Regions from separate parts of the Oryctolagus cuniculus genome. Here region 2 is linked to region 1. A link is a contact called in public Micro-C data. All regions are on one chromosome and are shown on one strand. Each heading gives the region's core, a stretch centred on a gene start, on an enhancer-like site or on the middle of the called end of the contact. The rest is flanking DNA. Distances are from core to core; before and after follow the strand shown. Region 1 holds the start of RUSC2 (RUN and SH3 domain containing 2). Region 2 overlaps RUSC2 (RUN and SH3 domain containing 2).

Region 1 (3,031 bases), core at 131-2,630:
CTGCATGTCTCCGACCTGCCCCGAAGCCCCGGCTGACCAGGCACTGAGTCAGCTCCGGAGGCGGTGGCTGGCCTCCAGAATCCCTCCCCAGAGGGAGCGCCTCCTCTCCAGGGCAAGAGGAGCAGTCCCCGGCTCTTTCAAGATCCTCTAGGTAGCCTCCAGGGCTGGAACCAATAAGAATTTCTGTAGCCCCAGCCCTGCCCCCGCCCCTTTTGGGGTAAACAAAATACCAAGAGAAAACAGCTGATGCACAGCCGCGCTTATGTAAATAAGATTAGATAAATGCACGGAAAGGCTGATATATTCCTAGATGGGACGACCTTAGCAATCCCCCTTTACGTAACCAGAGGCGCCGTTCCCCGAGGCACGCCGCCTCACCGCCTCTGCAGTGGGCTCACCCATTCATTCCCCAGCCAACACCTAGTTACTGAGGACACGCTGTGCCGGGCCCCGTGCCGGGAACTCGGACGTAAAGGGGACTGGGGTCCGGGCCTTCCCCCAGGGCGGGTCCGGCGGTCCGCAGCCAGCCCGGGCCCACGGGATCGCCGTGCCCTTCGCGCCGGCGGACCGGCCAACTGCCAAGCCCAGGGTCTTCCCCAGGTAAAACTGCAGGGAGACAGGACCCCTGCCGGCGCCCGGCAGGTATCGACTCCGCAAGCAGGGGTGAAAGGGGCGGAGGGCTCCGAGGAGCCGGGCTGGGGCTGGCCCTGCCGAGGCCCCGCGGCGGCCCGGGGCTGGGGTGCCCGCAGCCGCGCTCGCCCAGGGTCGTCACAACGATGACTCCCGGGCGCGAGGGGCCGGGGGGAGCCTCTGAGGGGACGGTTTGAGGAGACGGTTGGGGGTGGGCTTGGGGTGGCGCCCAAAGGGATGGCTGGTCCTGGGTGTCCACTCCGTGGAGTGGAAGGGGTCAGAAGGACTGGGGATGCGGTCTGTCCGCAGGGTCCGAGAGGACGGGAGGGTGGGGCCGAGGGGAATGGCGGGAGGGCCGGCAGGGTGGGCAGACAGAGGGCTCTCTATGGGATCGCTTGGAACGCGGTGGCAGTGGGTCTTCAGGATCCCGGCAGCCTCGGAGAGGCATTCCTACCTGGTTTCTCGCCTCAGGCTCGTCTCCCCGCGCGGGCGCGGCGGCGGCGTCTCGCGCCCTGCAGGGGCAGCGGCTCCACGCCGGGCCCCCCTCCTCTCCAGACAGGTTGGTCACGCCCGGCCCCCCTGCGGGCGCGGCGCCGATGGTCCGATCGGTGCCTCCCGCCCCTCTGGACCGCGCGTTGGTCCGGTCCGCTGGGCCTGCGGGGCCTGCCCACTGCCCCTGCTCCTGCGGCGACGGGCGCAGCCGGAGTCACGCGCGGCGCTTCCCCGCGAGCCGCAGGGCGAGGCTGCGGCAGCCGCCCCGCCTTTTGCGGCCTGCGCCCCGCCCCCTGCGGGGTGGTGCCGGGCGACGGAGGACGGGCGGGCCCGGGCTCTGGACCAGCGAGCTCGAGCCAAAACAGCTGGCCTTGAGGGCGGGCGGGTGTGAGATCCCGGCCTCGCCTAAAGCGGCGATTCTTATCCTGGATCCCGGGTGGAACCTCGCGAGGACATAAAAGAAGCAAAAGAGCAACAGACATGAAGGCTTACCTCAGCCCACACCGATAGACTCAGAACCGGCGGGGTGTGGTGCAGTGGGGGTTGGATGGTGCCCAGGCTTTGGTAGTTTCAATTAATTAATTAGCATTTGTTCCTAAATAAGACTTAAAAAAATGTATTCATTTGAAAGGCAGCGGGCCGGCGCTGTGGCGTAGCTTAGCAGGTAAAGCCGTCGCCATCTGCAGTGCCAGCATCCCATATGGGCGCTGGTTCAAGTCCTGGCTGCTCCACTTCCCATCACGCTCCCTGCTGTTGCGCCTGAGAAAGCAGCAGAAGATGGCCCAAGTGCTTGGGCCCCTGCACCCACGTGGGAGGCCCAGAAGAAGCTCCTGGCTTTGGCCTGGCCCAGCCCCAGCCGTTGTGGCCATTTGGGGAGTGAACCAGTGAATGGGAGATCTCTCCCTCTAACTCTTCCTTTAAAATAAAATTAAAAAAAATTTTTTTTTAAAGTTAGTTTTTAAGATTTATTTATTTAACAGAGTCACATGCACACACACACAGAGGGAGAAGAAGAGGGGGAGGGGGAGGGGAGAAAGAGAGAGAGGTTTTCCATCCTCTGGTTCACTCCCCAGTTGGCCGCAAAGGCCGGAGCTGTGCCGATCAGGAGCCAGGAGCTTCCTCCTGGTCTCCCACATCGGGGGCAGGGGCCCAAGGACTTGGGCCATCTTCTGCTTTCCCAGGTCACAGCAGAGAGCTGAATTGGAAGTGGAGCAGCCGGGACTAGAACCACCACCCATGCAGGCAGTGGCTTTACCCGCTATGCCATAGCTCCGGCACCCAATTATTATTATTTTTTTTTTTAAGGAAAGACATAATAGTTAAAGCCCCTGTGGCATAATAGTTAAAGCCCCTGCCTGCAGTGCCAGCATCCCATGTAGGTGCAGGTTCAAGTCCTGGCTGTTCCACTTCTGATCCAGCTCCCTGCTAATGTGGCTGAGAAAGCAGCAGAGGATGGCCAAGTACTTGGGAGACCACAAAGAAGCTCCTGGCCCAGTTCTGACCATTGTTTCCATTTGGGGAGTGAACCAGCAGATGGAAGACCTCGGTCTCTCTCTGCCTCTCTGTCTGCCTTTCTGTAACTCTGCCTTTCAAATAAATAAATCTTTTGTTTAAAAAAAAAAAAAGAAAGGCAGAGAGACATCTATCTGATTCATTCCTCAAATGCCAGTAATCAGGTTCACATATGAGGGGCAAGACCCAAGTTCTTGAGCCATCATCTGCTGTCTCCCAGGGTGCACATTAGCAGGAAGCTCCAATTGCAGCTGTAACAGGGGCTTGAACCCGGGGGATGCTGATTCCCAAACCGCTGTGCTCAACACCCGTGCACAGGCAGGGTTAAGAAACCCTGGTAAGACCTAGAACTCATGTAGTTCCCACTCTTTATGGCAGAGTATAGGGGACATGGAAG
Region 2 (3,324 bases), core at 445-2,944, 39 kb before region 1:
CTCCCCCTCTTTTCTGGCCTCTTGAAGGGAGATAGGGGAGACAAAGGGACTCAGCTGCTGCTCTCCTGCAGGCTGACCTTGACTTGAGGTCCTGATGAGCAGCCTCAGCAGGACCAAAAGGTCTTTTCCTGCCCAGGTCCTTGGGAAGGACTGAAGGTATGATGGCAGGAGGGTGGATTTGGGAGTTATTAGCTTATGCTCAGGTCTCTTCCTGCTAGGAATCCATGAGTAAGATGGCTTGTTATAACAGGTCAGGTGCCCTAGACATTGCAATGACCATCCCCTGCCCCCAACCTACTGTGGGACATCTTGGTCAACATTCTTTCTTGGAGCCTAGTGGCTCTCACAGCACCAGAAGGCATGGTGTGTGAGTGTGTGTGTGAGTGTGTGCGTGCAGGGAGCGGCTTCCCAGCCCCTCCTGAAAGCATGGATGCCTGCATCTTCTCCATCATGAACTTACAGCTTTTGTAGTCTCCTCCCATTAAGCCTTTGTTTCCAGATCTGACCCCCTCCACTCTGACTACAGCAGCGAAGAGCAGCTTCATTAGAAATGCCCAAAAAGAAAGGATGGAGTCTCCTGCTTCCTGACAAAACAGCACAATGATGCTCAAACTCTGCTTCTCCCCGTCTCTGCACCACAGCACAAACCTATGCATGGATGAGCTTGTCTAACGCTCGCACGCGCGCTCTCTCCCTCTTTTGGAAAGACAAAGCCAGTCCTTGGCAGCCAGGGCCCGAATGCCGATGGCTTGCGCTGTTGGCTCTGCCCTGCCCCTCCCCCAGCTGCGCTGAGCCATACCTCTGTAAGGAGCCTTCAGCTGGACCGGAGGCTTCTGCTCCTTTTGCTCTGCCTTGACAGTTCCTGCCGAGGCACTGTTCCCGGGCCCACACAGGGGGCCCTGGGCCGACTCCCTAAGATCTGATTTCTGCTAATACAATGGCATCGCTGCTAATGCAGGGAGGCTGCGCAATCCCAGCGCCGTCTCCTTGCTGCTGCCGCGGCCGCTGGTGCTGCGGTGACGTTGCTGCCAAGGGAAGGGGGAAGGGAGAGGAGCGGGCATGCCCACAGTACAGCCGCTCAGCCTCGCTCCCCGCTCCCCGGCAGTCCCCGTGGGCCTGTTAGCCCGGCGAAGGGGGAGGGGAGAGAAAGGAGTCGGCAGCGGAGGGCAGTCGGCGCCGGCAGATGGAGATCTCTCCCGATCTCCCGGCAGGGAGAGCTGGGCCTACTCCTCTCAGGAGTCTCAGGGAAGGAGTCTGGGCAGAGCCTGGAAGCTTCCTTCCTTCCTTCCTTCCTTCCTTTCTCAGGCCCCTCCTTTCAGATCTCAGCCAGAAACTTCTCCCTCCTCTTTTCTCTCTGAATGACTGTGTTTTCCAGCTTCTTCCTCTCACTGGGATTCCAGGCTAGCCTAGAGGTGGAGCAGTCAGCCTGGGAGGGGACTCCTGGAGCCCTGAGGGGCGGCTGTCATCAGCAGTCGTCATTCTACCCAAAGCCTCTGTGTGCGTGTGCACGCGCCTGCCTCCTGGGGAACATGGGTCTGTCTCAGAAAATACAGACTGCACTGCAGGGACCTTGTAACACACGTCTTAGGGCCGAAGTGGCTACAGGCCCGTGTGCCAACACACGTTCCATTCAGTTCTCTGGCTCTTCAGAGGGTCCACTAGTGGTGGCTGAAGTAGAACCGACCCCTCTCACATACCGTACAAGAGGAATCTAGAGAAAATAGATAAATTGGACTACACAAAAATTTAAGATATCTGTGCTTCAAAGGATACAATCAGGATAATGAAAAGGCCACGCCCTCAGCTCTAAAGCGCATGTGTGTCTGCTTGGGCTCTTTCTAATTTGTGGAAACTGAATGAAGGGGGCCTCCGGAAGATCCAGTTGTACGATGGGTTGTCAGTGGGTCACCCGTGTTTCAGCATCTATAGGAACCTTCATGTTCAAATATAATCTGTGCTTTCTGTGTAACTTTTCTCAAAACAGTAGAAGCCAAAAGGTAACAGGAAGGACTGAAGTTAAATAACCAATCTTGATGTTTGGGAATTCAAAAAGCTGTAAGAAAGGGGAATATCCTGGAGGTGGAGAAGATGCTCTGAAACTATTTGTCTAAAGACTCAAAGAAGAGGAGGAACCCTTTAAAAGAGAGGCTCGAAGGCCAGGGGTGAGAGCCAATTGGTTTAAAAATGGGTGTCTCTACAAATCAATGACAAAGAGACTAACAACCCAACTTAAAAACGAGCAAAGAACTTAAACTGACATTTCTCCAAAGGAGATTAACACAAATGGCCCTCAACCCACGAAAAGTTGCTCAACAACAGTTAGTCATTAGGGTAATGTAAATCAAAACCAATTCAATGAGATGCTATTTCACACCCACTAGGATGGTTAAAATTAAAGTAAACAAACAAAAATAGATAATCCAAAGATAACCCACAGAACTGGAGGAAGTTTGCAAATCACTATGTCTGACAAGGAACTTCTATCCAGAATACATAAAAAATTCAGCAATAAGAAGACAACTCAATGGGGCCGGCGCTGTGGCGCAACAGGTTAAAGCCCTGGCCTGGCATCCCATATGGTGCCAGTTCAAGTCCTGGCTGCGTCACTTCCAATCCAGCTCCCTGCTTATGTGCCTGGGAAGGCAGCGGAAGACCCAGCACCCTTATGGAATCACCCAGAAGAAGCTTCTGGTTCATGGCTTTGGATAGGCTCAACTTCAGCTGTTGTGGCCATTTGGGGATGAACCAGCAGATGGAAGACTTCTGTCTCTCTCTCTGTCTCTACCTCTCTCTGGAATTCTGTCTTTCAAATAAATAAAGTCACTATTTTAAAAAAAATGAAAAGAAAAAAACACAACTCAATTAAACATGTGCAGAGGATTTGAGTAGACATTCTCCCAAAGAAGACACACAAATGTTCAAAAAGCACATAATAAGATGATCAACATTATTAGTCATTAGGGAAGTACAAATTATAACTAAAATGAGATACCACTTGACCCCACTAGAGTGGCTAAAACAAAACAAAAAAGACAACAGACAATAATAAGTGTTGATGATTGTGTGGAGAAAGTGGATCCCCTATCCATTGTTGGGGGCATTGTGTAATGGTGCAACCACATTAGAAAACAGTCTGGAGGTCCATATAATCAAACAGTTCTGCTCCCAAGTACATATATTCCAAGAAAAATGAGAACATGTTCACATAAAAGCTTGTATATGAATAATAGTCAAAATTGGGAATAGTAAAAATGTTCATCAATAAAAGAAGTGATAAATGTGGTATATCTGTATAATTGAATATTATTTAGCAATAAAAAGGAA

What was found. A called contact is a pair of places that touch in the nucleus more often than the background predicts.
Region 2: a contact with region 1 is called in a Micro-C map of ear pinna, with 4 times the contacts expected there. The contact joins the enhancer-like site here to the promoter of RUSC2 in region 1. A contact is called at or near these places in 5 of 6 Hi-C or Micro-C datasets (ear pinna, embryonic fibroblasts, psoas muscle and 2 more).

What each region holds. Positions count from the first base shown.
Region 1 is chr1:198,459,653-198,462,683 of mOryCun1.1, reverse strand. It overlaps RUSC2 (RUN and SH3 domain containing 2), which reads right to left and starts at 1,380. Exons shown (of 13, transcript XR_011380830.1): 1 at 1,085-1,380. LOC127490675 reads left to right here. Exons shown (of 4, transcript XM_070054005.1): 1 at 1-600. The coding sequence starts at 283.
Region 2 is chr1:198,498,786-198,502,109 of mOryCun1.1, reverse strand. All of the region lies in intron 1 of RUSC2 (RUN and SH3 domain containing 2), which reads right to left. Among named protein-coding and RNA genes, the nearest start is that of CIMIP2B, 24 kb to the left of the region's middle. Within about 2 kb of position 1,694, at least 6 of the 8 cell types and tissues checked have an H3K27ac peak or open chromatin away from gene starts, as enhancers often do. A contact at or near this core is called in ear pinna, where this site is marked.